Regions from separate parts of the Pan troglodytes genome. Here region 1 is linked to region 2. A link is a contact called in public Hi-C data. All regions are on one chromosome and are shown on one strand. The core of a region is the stretch at or near the end of the contact, and the rest is flanking DNA. Distances in the headings are between cores, read along the strand shown. Region 1 has its middle 69 kb from the start of SYT13. Region 2 holds the start of LOC100614109.

Region 1 (6,025 bases), core at 2,314-4,813, 410 kb after region 2:
TGTTAAACATCGAGGTAGCCTCAAAGGGGAAAAAGACTGACAAAAGGTCCAACCAAAAGGTTCATGGAAGATGGAAAGCTAATCCTTCTGAATTTGGCTGAACAATTGGGGATGAGGAAGATTTATGAAAAGATTAAAGTCTAAGCTCCATTTTTTTCTTTTTCTTTTTTTAACCTGAGCACCAATAGTATTTTCTCTCTTATCCTTATCCCCTCAAATCCAACCTACAGTGAGAGAATAAATTTGAGCCACTTCATCGTAGTTTCAGTGGCATAATAAGCTCCTGTATTTTCATCAGTTATCAATATAAACATTAGATGGCATAAAATTAGATGGCTCTTTAGAAATAATGTGTCATGTAACTGCCAAACTGAGGTGTAATCCAAGGTTTAATATTTTCTAAAAAGTGGGCCTCTTACTTTTTAGAAGAAGTGCAGCCCACCTGCCCAATTTCAGTTAAGTTTCACTTTTAAAGTTGCACAGGAGCCCAAGTAAGCCTTCACTTTGTATCTGAGCAGAACGAGGGCCCAGGAAAGGAAAGTTGCTCATGCTCTGCCCATGTGGTGGTGAACAGAACCACTGCAGGATACCACACTACTTTCTCCCAGCTGCTATGATTTACTGCAGCCTTATTGTCCTGACCAAGAATGAGACCAGTTTACAAGTATTACGCAGTCACAGACACATGGGCCCTACCTAGACCTCTGAATCAGACTCCTTAATGCTGAAGTCTAAACATCTCTACCAGGAAAAGTGTTCTCTAAGACTCAAGTACAGAGCACGTGCTGAGACCAGATTCTTCAAGCTGGTATGTGTGTATGTGCGGGCACACGCATGCTTGTACAAGTCTTAAGATGTCTAGGACACATCTGTAGAGTTGTTCTATATCATTTCCATGTTCCTTCCCAGACCCTCTGCCCTCCATCCCAAATGCTTTTCTTGCCCCTCTCCACTGTGTCTTTGCCCACATCTTGTGCTTCAGGCTCCACTCTATGTAACATTTGACCCCCTGGCCTTTACCAGCCTTCCTGTTTCAATGTACCTGAGATGAGATGGCAGCAGCTTTGGGGAAGCAGAATCCATTCGTACATTCATTCATTCATTCATTCATTCATATGTCACAGACTATTTGAAGTTCTGGGGATACAGTCATACAATATAGACAAGATGTTTATTTTCAGGGAGCTTACATATTAATGGGAGGAGACAGTCAATAAACAAAGGAAGATACAAGAAAATAGCAGTAATGATGAGTGTTGTGGTGAAACTGAATCAGGATGACGTGACAGAGAGTAACAAGGGGGTACATGAGTTTGGGTGGTCAAGGGAGGGCTTATTTGAAGAGGTCACATTGAAATTCAGCTCTAAACAAGAGAGGGCCAGCTCTGCAATAACTGGGTGAAGAGGGTTCCAGCAAAGGGAACAGCTAGTGCAAGGACCCTAAGGCAGGATAAAACTTGGCAGGTTGAAGAGAGAAAGATAGTATGTCTGGATTATAGTGAGTGAAGGGGTAGGGAGTGGTACCATATTGAGTCCAGATCACATAGGGCACAGTAATTAGTGGGGGAAGACAATAATTCTAAACACAAAAGTGATAGAATCTAACTTACATTTTAAACAAATATTTTGGCTGCTACTGTGTGGTGAATGGACTGGGATGGTGAAAATGGGTCAGAAGATTAGAAGCAGGGAAGTTAAATGAAAAGGATCTTGCAGTTAACCAGGTAAAGGATGATGATGCCTGGGTTAGGGTGGTGGAGATAAGAACAGTGAATGGATTTAGGATATATTTTAGAATAAAAGCGGATAGAATTTGTTGATGGGTGAGCTGTGGGGAATGAAAGAGGGAATCAAGATTGTTCCCAGGTTTTTGCTCTGAGTGCACTAATGATGGCACCATTAGTTGACATAAGGAGCCCTGGGAGAGGAAGAGATTGGGGGCAGGAAAGGAAGAGTTTGACTTAGACATGTTAATTTGAGATATTTATTAATGAACCCGCTGAAGCCCCCATCTCATACTTTATATCTATCACTCCACCAAGAACTATGAGATCCAAGACCTTGCCTTCCTTTTCAATTCCCTGTTAAGCAGGAATAAAGTGAAAAATTACTGAATAAAATATTCAGTTTTTTTGCAAAACACTCTTACGTTCAGAGGTTTGGTAGCAGAGCCATATCTTCCCAGGCAGGCATAAGTAGCCAATCAATCTCCATGTCATACCAAGCAACGGTCCAAGGGGCGAACTAATTAAAAATTTAATCCCATGATTTTCATCTTAATCTCTTTTTCCCATTAGCTTTGATCAATGCCTACAACTACAATTTAACCAAACTTTTCATTTAGATAAATGACTCAGTGGGGTACCTATTTAGTCCGTTTGTTATGAACCAATGGATAACTAAAATGTATATGCTAATTACTAAAGACCACATACTAATTTTCAAAGCATTTTATTAGCACAAAAGCTGTGTTCCTGTTATCAAATGAAATGCGCTTCCTATGTTACACTCAGTAGTTGTTCAAACCAGTTTCTCTTGACTTCAGTAGCCAAATTGCAGCATGCTATGTAGGTACACAGTGCACTTGAGAAATGTCTGCACATCCCAACCCTGCACTATATCACAAGCAGTAGTGAAAGGTGTAGCAAATAAGAAGATTCCATGAACTTCTCAGCTACCTGGGACTTCTGCTGCACCCTGAAAAAAAAAATCAGGCTAGAAACCACATAAAACAACTAAACCAAACTGAATGCAGGGGCTGCTATGAGGAAGAATGAACTTTGCAGCCTGTTCCAAATGCTAAGGTGAAGGAGGTCCTGGCTCTGCTCACTAGGTGTGCAAGTCAGGAGATATTCATTTCGTGACCATCCTTTCCTATCACCTGTGGTGAAATTTCTACTGCTTTCAAGTCTTCCAGCCCCTATTTGAATGCCAAAATTCTTAAGTTCCTTCAAGTAAAAGAGATCTTCATTTTAAAAATAAAAGTCAATGGCTCTGGTCTCCTGTAGCCTTTTCAGCCCCTGTAACAGTGCTTTCTCACTTAGATTTTCACTGTCACTTCAATAAAGGGGTGAGAAGAGAGAACGGGCCTGCGATCAATGAAAACTATTCAGTAAAAACTCTTCATGCCAGACATGGCCCCAGAAACAGGAGGAAAGTTTACCAGACAGCAGGAGTGGGTGGTGGCTGGGTCCAGTGGAATGGGTAAACCTAAAAGGGGACGAAAATGGTTTTCAGGCTGCTGTGGCCCTCTCTACACACAAATTTTGTGGCCATGAAGTCCTGGCTACTAAGCATCATTGTCTCTGCACAACCGCTGCACCTGCCACTTCCCTCAACCCATTAATAATCGGGTTCCTGGGAGGATTTTCATCCCCAATTTACTGGACATGCCTCCGAGCCACCTCCCCGCTCCGGCCCTCCCTCTCGTTGGTCGCCTTCAGACTCCCCCACACGCGGGACGGCCCCTCCCCCCACCCTCCTCACTGGCTAGCCGCGGCCAGCAGAGCCTTCGAGCGGCTCTGTCAGGCTGCCCTGGAGCGTAAGGAAGAAGAAGGCGCGAAGGAAGAAGACTTCCTCATATTCTTGGCTTCCAAGGGGCGCTAGGGCAACAGAGGGGGAAATGACGTAGCTTCCATCCCGGAAGCGAAAATTGGGCGCGGGTCCAGGAAGCCGCCATGTTGTGTGTGGCGGATGAGAATTTCAGCGCTCAGCATCTGGGTACCAGCAGAGAGGCCCCGCAGAGAGGATAGACTAACCGTCTCCGCCTCCTCTCCCTTCTCTGCTCCTCCCCTCCTCCCATCCCCCCTCCCTCTCCTTTCTCCGTGTACTAAATGAGTGCTTCAGAGCCCAGTGAATAGATGGACAAACATTTAAATTTCCTAGCCGGAAACACTGAAAGGATGAACTGTCAAGAGGCGTTTGAACCAGAGGGACTCCATCTTGAATAGGGGCTGCATAAAAGAAGGTGGAGACCTGCTGGGATGCATTCCCAGGAGGTTAGGCATTCTAAGTCACAGGATGAGACAGGGAGGTCAGCACAAGATACAGGTCACAAAGACCCTGCTGGTAAAACAGGATACTTAAAGAAGCCGGCCAAAATCCACCAAAACCAAGATTGGCAATGAAAGTGAACTCTGGTTGTCCCCACTGCTCATCATATGCTAATTATAATACATTAGCTTGCTGAAAGATTCTCCCACCAGCACCATGAGCGTTTACAAATGCCATGGCGATGTTAGGAAGTTACTCTATATGATCTGAAGGCGAGGGTGGAACCCTCAGTTCTGGGAATTGCCACTCCTTTCCCCAGAATACTCTTGACTAATCTACCCCTTGTTTAGTGTATAATCAATAAATAACGTATATGCAGTTGAACAGCCCATGCTGCTGTTCTGCCTGTGGTGTAGCCAATCGTTTATTCCTTTACTTTTTTAATAAACTTGCTTTCACTTTACTCTTTGAACTTGCCCCAAATTCTTTGTTGCTTAAGGTCTAAGAATCCTCTCTTGGGGTCTGGATGGGGACCCCTTTTCATTAACATAACCACTTTACAATAGTTGAGGGTTTCAAGCACCAGGCTGGTGAGTACAGAGTACATGGCCCTGCTTTTCTTGACTTTGGTTACTTGGACTCAGGCCACAGCTGAAGAATACAGGAGGGAGGGAGGGAGAGAGAGAGATCATTGGGAAGTAGGTGGCGGCAGTGGTGGTGGTGGATTGGGTGTGTGAAATTTGCAGAGTTGGGGTGACTGCCAGGCTTCTGGGCTGATAGCTGGGAGAATGTTGGGCCATCACATACTAAAAGGGAACCACAGGAGAAGAAGCTGATGTGTGGGAAGTTTGGTTTTACATATATTAAGCCTTGGAGGTCTTCTAGTGGAGAAACTCAACAGGCCAATGGATGTGCCTGTTTTGATTTTTTAGATGACAGGCCTGAGCTAGAAATCTGTGCCTTAGATTCTTGTATATGAATGGTGCTAGAGCAGGAGCTTAGAAGAAATTGCCTGGTGGAGAGAATACCCTTTGGGAAAGAGGCACAGGACAGAGTGTCAAGAGCTCTTCTACTAAAGAAAGGGAAGACGAGCAGGCAGCCCTAGGAGAGGAACCAGGGAAATGCGGCATTGCAGGGAGCAAGGGAAGAGCACTTCAGGAAGAGTAGTTAATTAGGTCAGTTTTGCTGATAAATTAGTGAGATGACTGAGCAGACTTTGTTGTTACTTGGAGCAGATTCCTTGGAATGGCTGGAGAAGGTCAGCTTGTGGTGAGTTGAGGAATAAGTGAGGGTGATGGTGAGAAAATGGAGATAAATGAACATAGGCAAATCTTCCAAGAAATTGTCTGTGAAGAAATGAGAGTGATTCTGAAAGGAAAATGATGATTTTTAATTATTATTTTTTAAGATTGGAGAAACATAAGCTTGTTTTGGGGGGTTTTTGTTTTGTTTTGTTTTCTTGAGATGTAGTCTCACTCTGTTGCCCAGGCTGGAGTGCATTGGTGTAATCTTGGCTCACTGCAACCTCTGCCACTGGGGTTCAAATGATTCTCCTACTTTAGCCTCCTGAGTAGCTCGGATTGCAGGCACGCGCCACCACGCTAGGCTAATTTTTGTATTTTTAGTAGAGATGGGGTTTCACCATGTTTGCCAGGCTGGTCTCAAACTCCTGACCTCAGTTGCTCCCACCTTGGCCTCCCAAAGTGCTGGGATTACAGGCACGAGCCACCACACCCAGCCAAAGCTTGTTTAAATATTGATGAGAAGGAGCCAGGGATTTTTTATGTTGATCAGCCCATGGACAAACTGAAGAGTGGCCTTGACTGTTTCCTGGCAAATGATAGTAAAGACCCTTGAGGAAAGAGTGCCTTTTTCCAATTCACACACATGGCCAGAGCAGCCGTGGATGAAAGTTTGATGCTGGAAGGTGAAGTGTGTCCTGTCTTGCAGTGTGTATTTTGCCTAGGAAAGGGAGGTGAAATCATTGAAGGAAGGAGATGAAGTGCCTGAGAAGTTTGAGATCGGTGGAGGA
Region 2 (6,424 bases), core at 3,716-6,215:
TCCATGAATAAGTCAGGGATATGGGGAGATGGCACCCAGGCTGGGGAGGGGTTAGCCTAAATGGCCTCTAAGCTCACATCCATCCCTCAGGGAGGAGACCCAGAGGCCGAAAGTGGCTTGACAGATATTTGGGCAAAGTCAGGGCTGGGACCTACTACGTGCCCTCCCTCCCATTGCTGAGCAATTCTCCTAGCACCTGTGATCACAGGCCAGGGTAGGAAGTGCTTGGGTCCTAACAGGGGGGTAGTCAATTTCATCTGGGAAATAATGGCATGCAAGCCTGGCACTGACAGACTCGGGGCATTTGGACACCTATGGAGAAAGGGCTGTCTAGGTGGTGGGCGTGGTACAGGAGAAAAAAAGGTGGATCTGGGAAACATCAGACACTGTTCTTGTATCATAGACTTTCCCTCCCAGTCCAGAAGGGCTTCCTGGACGAGGAAGAATTTCAGGCTGACATTAGGACCTGGGTTTGATGAAACTGAGTATAGCAATTTTTTAGTATTATCAGGCAACATAAATCTCTACTCCCAGCTATCTGTCCTCTCCCCATGCACACTTATTGGCAGTTGGCACCTTTCATGACTCACATGATAAAGATTTTTAGAAATGTAACTCAAGGTAGGAAGGACATAGACACTCTTGTAGTATTATTGGATATGAAAATTATGCAGGTGGGTGATTTCCCCTAGGAGACAATTCTATGTGAGTTTTAGACATCTTGCCGGAAGCTAGGCCATGATAAGGATCCCATCTCCTTTCCCCTGTCCTTATGATCAAAAGTCCCTGCTTCCCCATATTTTTTCTCATTCTAAAGCAGAGTCAGAAAGAGCCAGAAATGACTGAGTCTCTAGGTGGGAGGCTGGAGGCAAGCAGAAGAGGGGCTTGGGGGAGAGGGGAAGGGAGGCAGAGAGGGGAGGGAAGTGTGGGCCTGAGGTAGAGTCCTTTCTTTTATTTTTGTAGACTTAGGTTATTCACTGTGAGAGTCCTTTCTTTTTGCTTTGTTTTTTGAGAGAGATTCTTGCTCTGTCACCCAAGCTGGAGCGCAGTGGCGCGATCTCGGGTCACTGCAACTTACACCTCCCGGGTTCAAGCGATTCTCCTGCCTCAGCCTCCCGAGTAGCTGGGACTACAAGTGCCTGCCACCATGCCCGGCTAATTTTTGTATTTTTAGTAGAGAGGGGGTTTTGCCATGTTGGCCAGGCTGGTCTCGAACTCCTGGCCTCAAGTGATCCACCTACCTTGGCCTCTCAAAGTGTTGGGATTATAGGCCTGAGCCTCTTGCCCAGTGAGAATCCTTTTCTGACTGCATGGTTTGGCCCTGAGTGGACACTTGGAATTCAGGCTACAGGCCGGGAAAACATTACCATCCTTGCACCTGCTGGGTGGGCGCCCATTCTGTCCGACCAGGAAACAGGTCCCAGCACCCAGGTGCTAGGCATACAGCGAGGATAGCCTGGGTGTCTCCTGCCCTCAGGACCACCTTGTCTGGTGGGAGACATGCATATGTAGAAACATGGGAACATGGCAGAAGAGGCAGGAATGGAGCTGGGAGCTTTGGACCTAGGGCAGGCATGGCTGAGCTAGGCCATTTCATTCTCTCCTCCTGAAGAATGGCCCCCTTCCTTCTGCTATTGTTCTGTGGAGTCCTTCTCTGGTGCTTGGGAGCCCAGCCAGCAGTAGCCTCAGTGACCCCAGGGACAGGCCCCCACAGCAGCAGAGGAGAGAGAGAGAGGGACCGGGGTGTTGGCGGCGAGGCTGGTGTGGAGATAGGGAGGAGATGAATGTCTTAGCTGGAGGAGCTGGAGAAGTCCAGGCTGCCCATTTTTCAGAGGGGAAAGCTGAGGTCCTCATAGAGCAAGGGATTGTCCATGGAAAGGAACGTGAGTATCGAGGAAGAAAAACCTGGGGCGCAGGGGCCCAGAAGAGAAGGCAGATCCCTCTCCACCCCACCCCAGGCAGGAAGCCCAGGCTCCAACCACCGCCTTTGGGCCAGGCACCTCTGCTGTCCTCTGAAGGGGTGGGGAGGATGAGTGTGGCTTCTGGCCCACTGGACATGCTTGCAAGGCACATTTGCAGATTTGCTGCTGCAAGGGGAGGGGTGGGCTGGTGGGGAGGTGCCGGCCTGATGGGGCACCTGGAGGGTGGAGAGACCCCTAGACTCCTGTTTACTCCCCCTCAAGTCTCAGAGGCAGCCCAGAGGCAGAAGGAGACTTGATGGACACTTGCACAAAGTCAGGGCTGGACAGGGCAATTCCACATGCAGTTCTTCTGGCTGGTGAATTCTTGAATTAGTGGGAGGGCAGGTTCACTCTCCAAAGTTGGACCATAAATTCTCCGAGGGGCAGGATCGCCTCACCCGATCACTGGCCCTTATACATCCCAGGGTTCCAGTAAATGTACGCCTCATCCAGTCGCTTTTCTAACTGCAACAAGAGCGAAGGAATATTTATTGGGCACTTACTCTGTTCTAGACACTATCACAGCAGGGACTGCTTTTCATTCTGGCACCAGTTCTGGGAAGTAGATGGTATTATTATCCCCATTTGACAGAGGTGGAAACAGGCCCAGAAAGGTGAAGTGCCTTGCATAGAGACTTGCTCAAGGTCACATGCAAATGGAATCAGGACTGGAATCCAAGTGGGTTCAGAGCCTGCCCTGAATGCCCCACTTTTCCTCCTTCCTAGGGCCCCTGGCACTTTTTCTGGGGCCAAGCTCAGGCCAAGCTGAAGGAGCCATTCTGGAAGCAATTCTGGGCAGACGAAGGCCAAGAAGCCAATTCACAGCGGTTGTGCTGACGAGTTTCTTGGCAATGTGGAAAGTCTGACGATCTTACAAATGTGTGAAACTGAGACTCAATTTTCCCTCATCCTACCTCCCCTTTCTACCCACCCTCCAACATGGATCTAAATATGGATCCTATATTGGGGGAGTAGCCCCCCTCTCTAGACTGCAAGAGAAGATGACGTTGGGGAGGAGGTGGGGCCAGCCAAATTGGGCAAGAGCGGCCTCAGATGATGCTGCCTCCAAAAAGGTCCCTGTATAAGTATGAGGTGGGTGGCTGAGATTTCTGAAATCCGTATCTGAGATGACTAGGTGGAGTCATACATTTCCACCCTTCTGGGGTTAAGGACACAGCAAGGAAGACCATTTAGGGTGAAGTCACTGTTTATGAGAGTCTAAACTGTGACTTTGGCAAGGTGCAACATAAAAATCCTAATACGTGTTTATGCACTAAGCTGGAAATAATGCCAAGCCCCTCAGTTAAAAAAAAAAAAAAACTGTCAAGAATTGCAGTTTCCTTGAGTTGGAGGAACTAAGTGAGCTGTTAACTGAGGACTGTAAACTTGCTACATGGCGACGTTGCTTTGGTTATTAAATAGAGATACCTGCTTTCTATATGCATGCACTGTTGTTTACATGCCTCTGAATTTCTAATTTCTGCAGGAGATTCTGGTGACTAGTGTGCCATTTTCTCAATGTTCACAGTTATTATAACTTTAAATATTTTACCCATATCCTGTAACAATGTCATCCAAGTGTTCTTTAAGTGGTGGTGCTGAAAAACGCACCTGAAAATCGATAACATTGGAAAGGAAGTGAGATGTGATAAAACGTTATGAAGAAGGCCAAACCACCGGCAGGAAATGCTGCACTGTTAATTTAGCAGAGAGTGCGTTATGAAATATTAGCGATAATGCCAGGGAAATAAAAAGCAGCATTAAGGCAAAAATATGCCACAATTGGAGTAATGTATGCAACCCATCCTTTCTACTTTGCATTCATTTCTCTGGCAAAATTAGTCAGAAATTATGCACGCTTTGAATTATGCAAGGTGTTCAGGACCACATGCTTTGCATAAAACGCTACTGCCCTGAGGTTCTCAGTGGGTGGAAGAATGAGTGACCATATTCTAGGGTTATCTTAGGCCAGGCCGTTGTACCCTCCTGTCCTAGGTGGGGATGCAGTGACCTCATCTGTAAAATGGGACCGTTGGACTGGCTTGTCTTTCTTTCCTTATTAGACTATGTCGAGACAGGCACCATTATATTTCTGACCCAAAAGTGTCTTTTGCTGGACGGATCCCACAGCTGATACCAAACTTGTCTTTATTAACTGTGAGGCTGGCCATTCAAACACCAGGTGCCAGAGAGGGTCCCTCACTCATCGGAGTCCAGGTGGGATGAATCCTCGGAGGCAAGGTCCCTCCACCTTCACCCTAGAGTCACACAGAGACTTGCCCTGGCAGCTGGTGACAGGTGGGTGGGAGAAGAAAAGGCCCCTGGGGAGCAGGAGAAAGCCAGGTGCCATGGGGACCCAGCGCCGCTGGAGGGCAGCACCAGCACACAGCTGAGGCCGCCTCTCCCGGAGCCCGGAGGGAGCTGGGTTCCGGTCGCCAGCGGTGCCCGGGTGAGCAGTTCACCCTCACGTCCCTGCTCTTACGAAGTTCCCATTCTTCTGGAGAAGACAAAATAAACGTGAACAAATGAACAAGTGTGCATGGTCATGCAGCAAGTGTTGGTACAAACAAGATAGTGGTGGGGGTGGGGACACCGTTAAATAGGGGCCAGGGAGGCCTAACCCGGGAGGGGATAGCTGAGATGCCACTTGAGTGGGGAAAACAGCCCGAGATCTGAAGGTTTCATGGAGAGGGGAAGGGGCCCCTAGAGGAGTCGGGAAAGCCTGGGTCAGGGAAGACGAGAAAACTGAGGAACAGAGAAGCCAGGTAACTTACCCAGGGTCATAGAGCCGGTGAGCTGGGGACAGCGCCTGTCAACGCCCGAGAGCCTTCCACGGCACTGGTTTCTCCGACCTTCCTCTCTAAACAGGACCGTGACAGTGACAGGTTCTGCCCCACTCCCCATTTCTGACCGCAATCTCCATAAGGAAACAGGGCAGGGATCACTGGCTGTGAGCCCAGCAAGTCCCCTCCCGTGGCTTTCTCAGTTATTAAATGGAAGGGTGGGTCCCCCCATAACTCCGAAGCTCCTCTCTCTAAGCGTCCGCGGGCCGGGAACGCCTGAATTCTGGCTCCCGAGCACCTTCTTGTGGACAGTTTTGGAATCACACGCTCAGCGAGAAACGGTCGTGGGAAAATGGTCTGTGCTAATTTCGGAGAGGCCAGTGGATTGGAAGGTATCACTGAGGGTGGGTGCACGTGTGTGTATGTGTGCGCGCGCACGTGCATGCGTGCATGCATCTGTGTGCCTGTGTGTGTTGGTCTGTGTGTGAATGTACCTCTGTGCGTATCTGTGTGTATGGTTGTGTGTGAGCATATACTGCTTGAGCCCGTGTGTGTGTGAGTGTGTGTGTGCACTAATGTTTGTTTATATGGGCACAGGCACACACATGTCCATGTCCATGTGTGTGTACCTGCATCTGTATTTTTTCGTCTGGTGTGTGGGCTTGTTTTTGTGTGCCTGCATGCATGTGCCCATGTGCGTGTGTGTTTTGGGAACTGGGACACAGAGGATGATATGAGAAGTCCCCAGTCTTTCTCACAAAGGCCTAACCACTCTCCCTGAAGCCAGCTTTCTCCCCTACTTGCTTCTGTCTGCACCATCACCTGAGTTCTCTCACCTGAACTTTCCACCGACATTTTTTGATGATTTTTCTGTTTTGTGTCCGTAGAGGCTCATTTGAATGTTACAGATCATAGCTCAAGAAATGATTCTCAGGCCGGGCATGGTGGCTCATGCCTGTAATCCCAGCACTTTGGGAGGCTGAGGCAGGTGGATCATCTGAGGTCAAGAGTTCAAGACCAGCCTGGCTAACATGGTGAAACCCCATTTCTACTAATAATAACAAATTAGCCAGGTGTGGTGGCGTGTGCCTGTAATCCCAGCTACTCGGGAGGCTGAGGCAGGAGAATCACTGGAACCGGTGAGGCAGAGGTTGCAGTGAGCCGAGATCCCTGGGTGACACAGCGAGACTCCGTCTAAAAAAAAAGAAAGAAAGAAAGATGTGATTCTCCTCTAGTCTACTCACCCAAATCATGAGTTTCACTTCTCAGGTAGGCTGATCACCCACTGTCCTGTTGAGACCTGGGGACTTGTACAAAGTCGTACCCTGGAGGGTTGAGCAGAAAACCAGGCACATAGTAACTAAGACAATGGAGCGTTAGCAAAGCACTCCACACATCCCGTTCACATGTGTGTCTTACTTGACTCACAGACTGATCTTTCGCCCTTTTTTTTTTTCCTTTTTGTGGTGAACAGGGTCTTGCTATATTGCCCAGGCAGGTCTCAAACTACCGGCTGATCTTTCAAGCCTAGGCAAGGTGAGGCTAATTATTCCCATTTTACAGATGAAGACACTGAGGCTCAGAGAGGGAAATAATGAAAATAGTACTGCAGGAACCATCTAACCAATATGCAAACTCTCTCATCCAGTTTTCATAACATCATCAATTCCCTTCTTTAAA

The links. A called contact is a pair of places that touch in the nucleus more often than the background predicts.
Region 1: a contact with region 2 is called in a Hi-C map of stem cell-derived neural progenitor cells, with 4 times the contacts expected there. The contact joins the enhancer-like site here to the promoter of LOC100614109 in region 2. A contact is called at or near these places in 3 of 7 Hi-C or Micro-C datasets (induced pluripotent stem cells and stem cell-derived neural progenitor cells) and 1 of 1 datasets of contacts at active chromatin or transcription factors (stem cell-derived excitatory neurons).

The regions. Positions count from the first base shown.
Region 1 is chr9:49,365,534-49,371,558 of NHGRI_mPanTro3-v2.0_pri, reverse strand. No RefSeq gene overlaps it. Among named protein-coding and RNA genes, the nearest start is that of SYT13, 69 kb to the right of the region's middle. Within about 2 kb of position 3,563, at least 16 of the 24 cell types and tissues checked have an H3K27ac peak or open chromatin away from gene starts, as enhancers often do. A contact at or near this core is called in stem cell-derived excitatory neurons and stem cell-derived neural progenitor cells, where this site is marked.
Region 2 is chr9:49,779,397-49,785,820 of NHGRI_mPanTro3-v2.0_pri, reverse strand. LOC100614109 reads right to left here and starts at 4,965. Exons shown (of 2, transcript XM_003313000.5): 1 at 4,736-4,965; 2 at 4,093-4,458. The coding sequence starts at 4,865. The coding sequence ends at 4,226.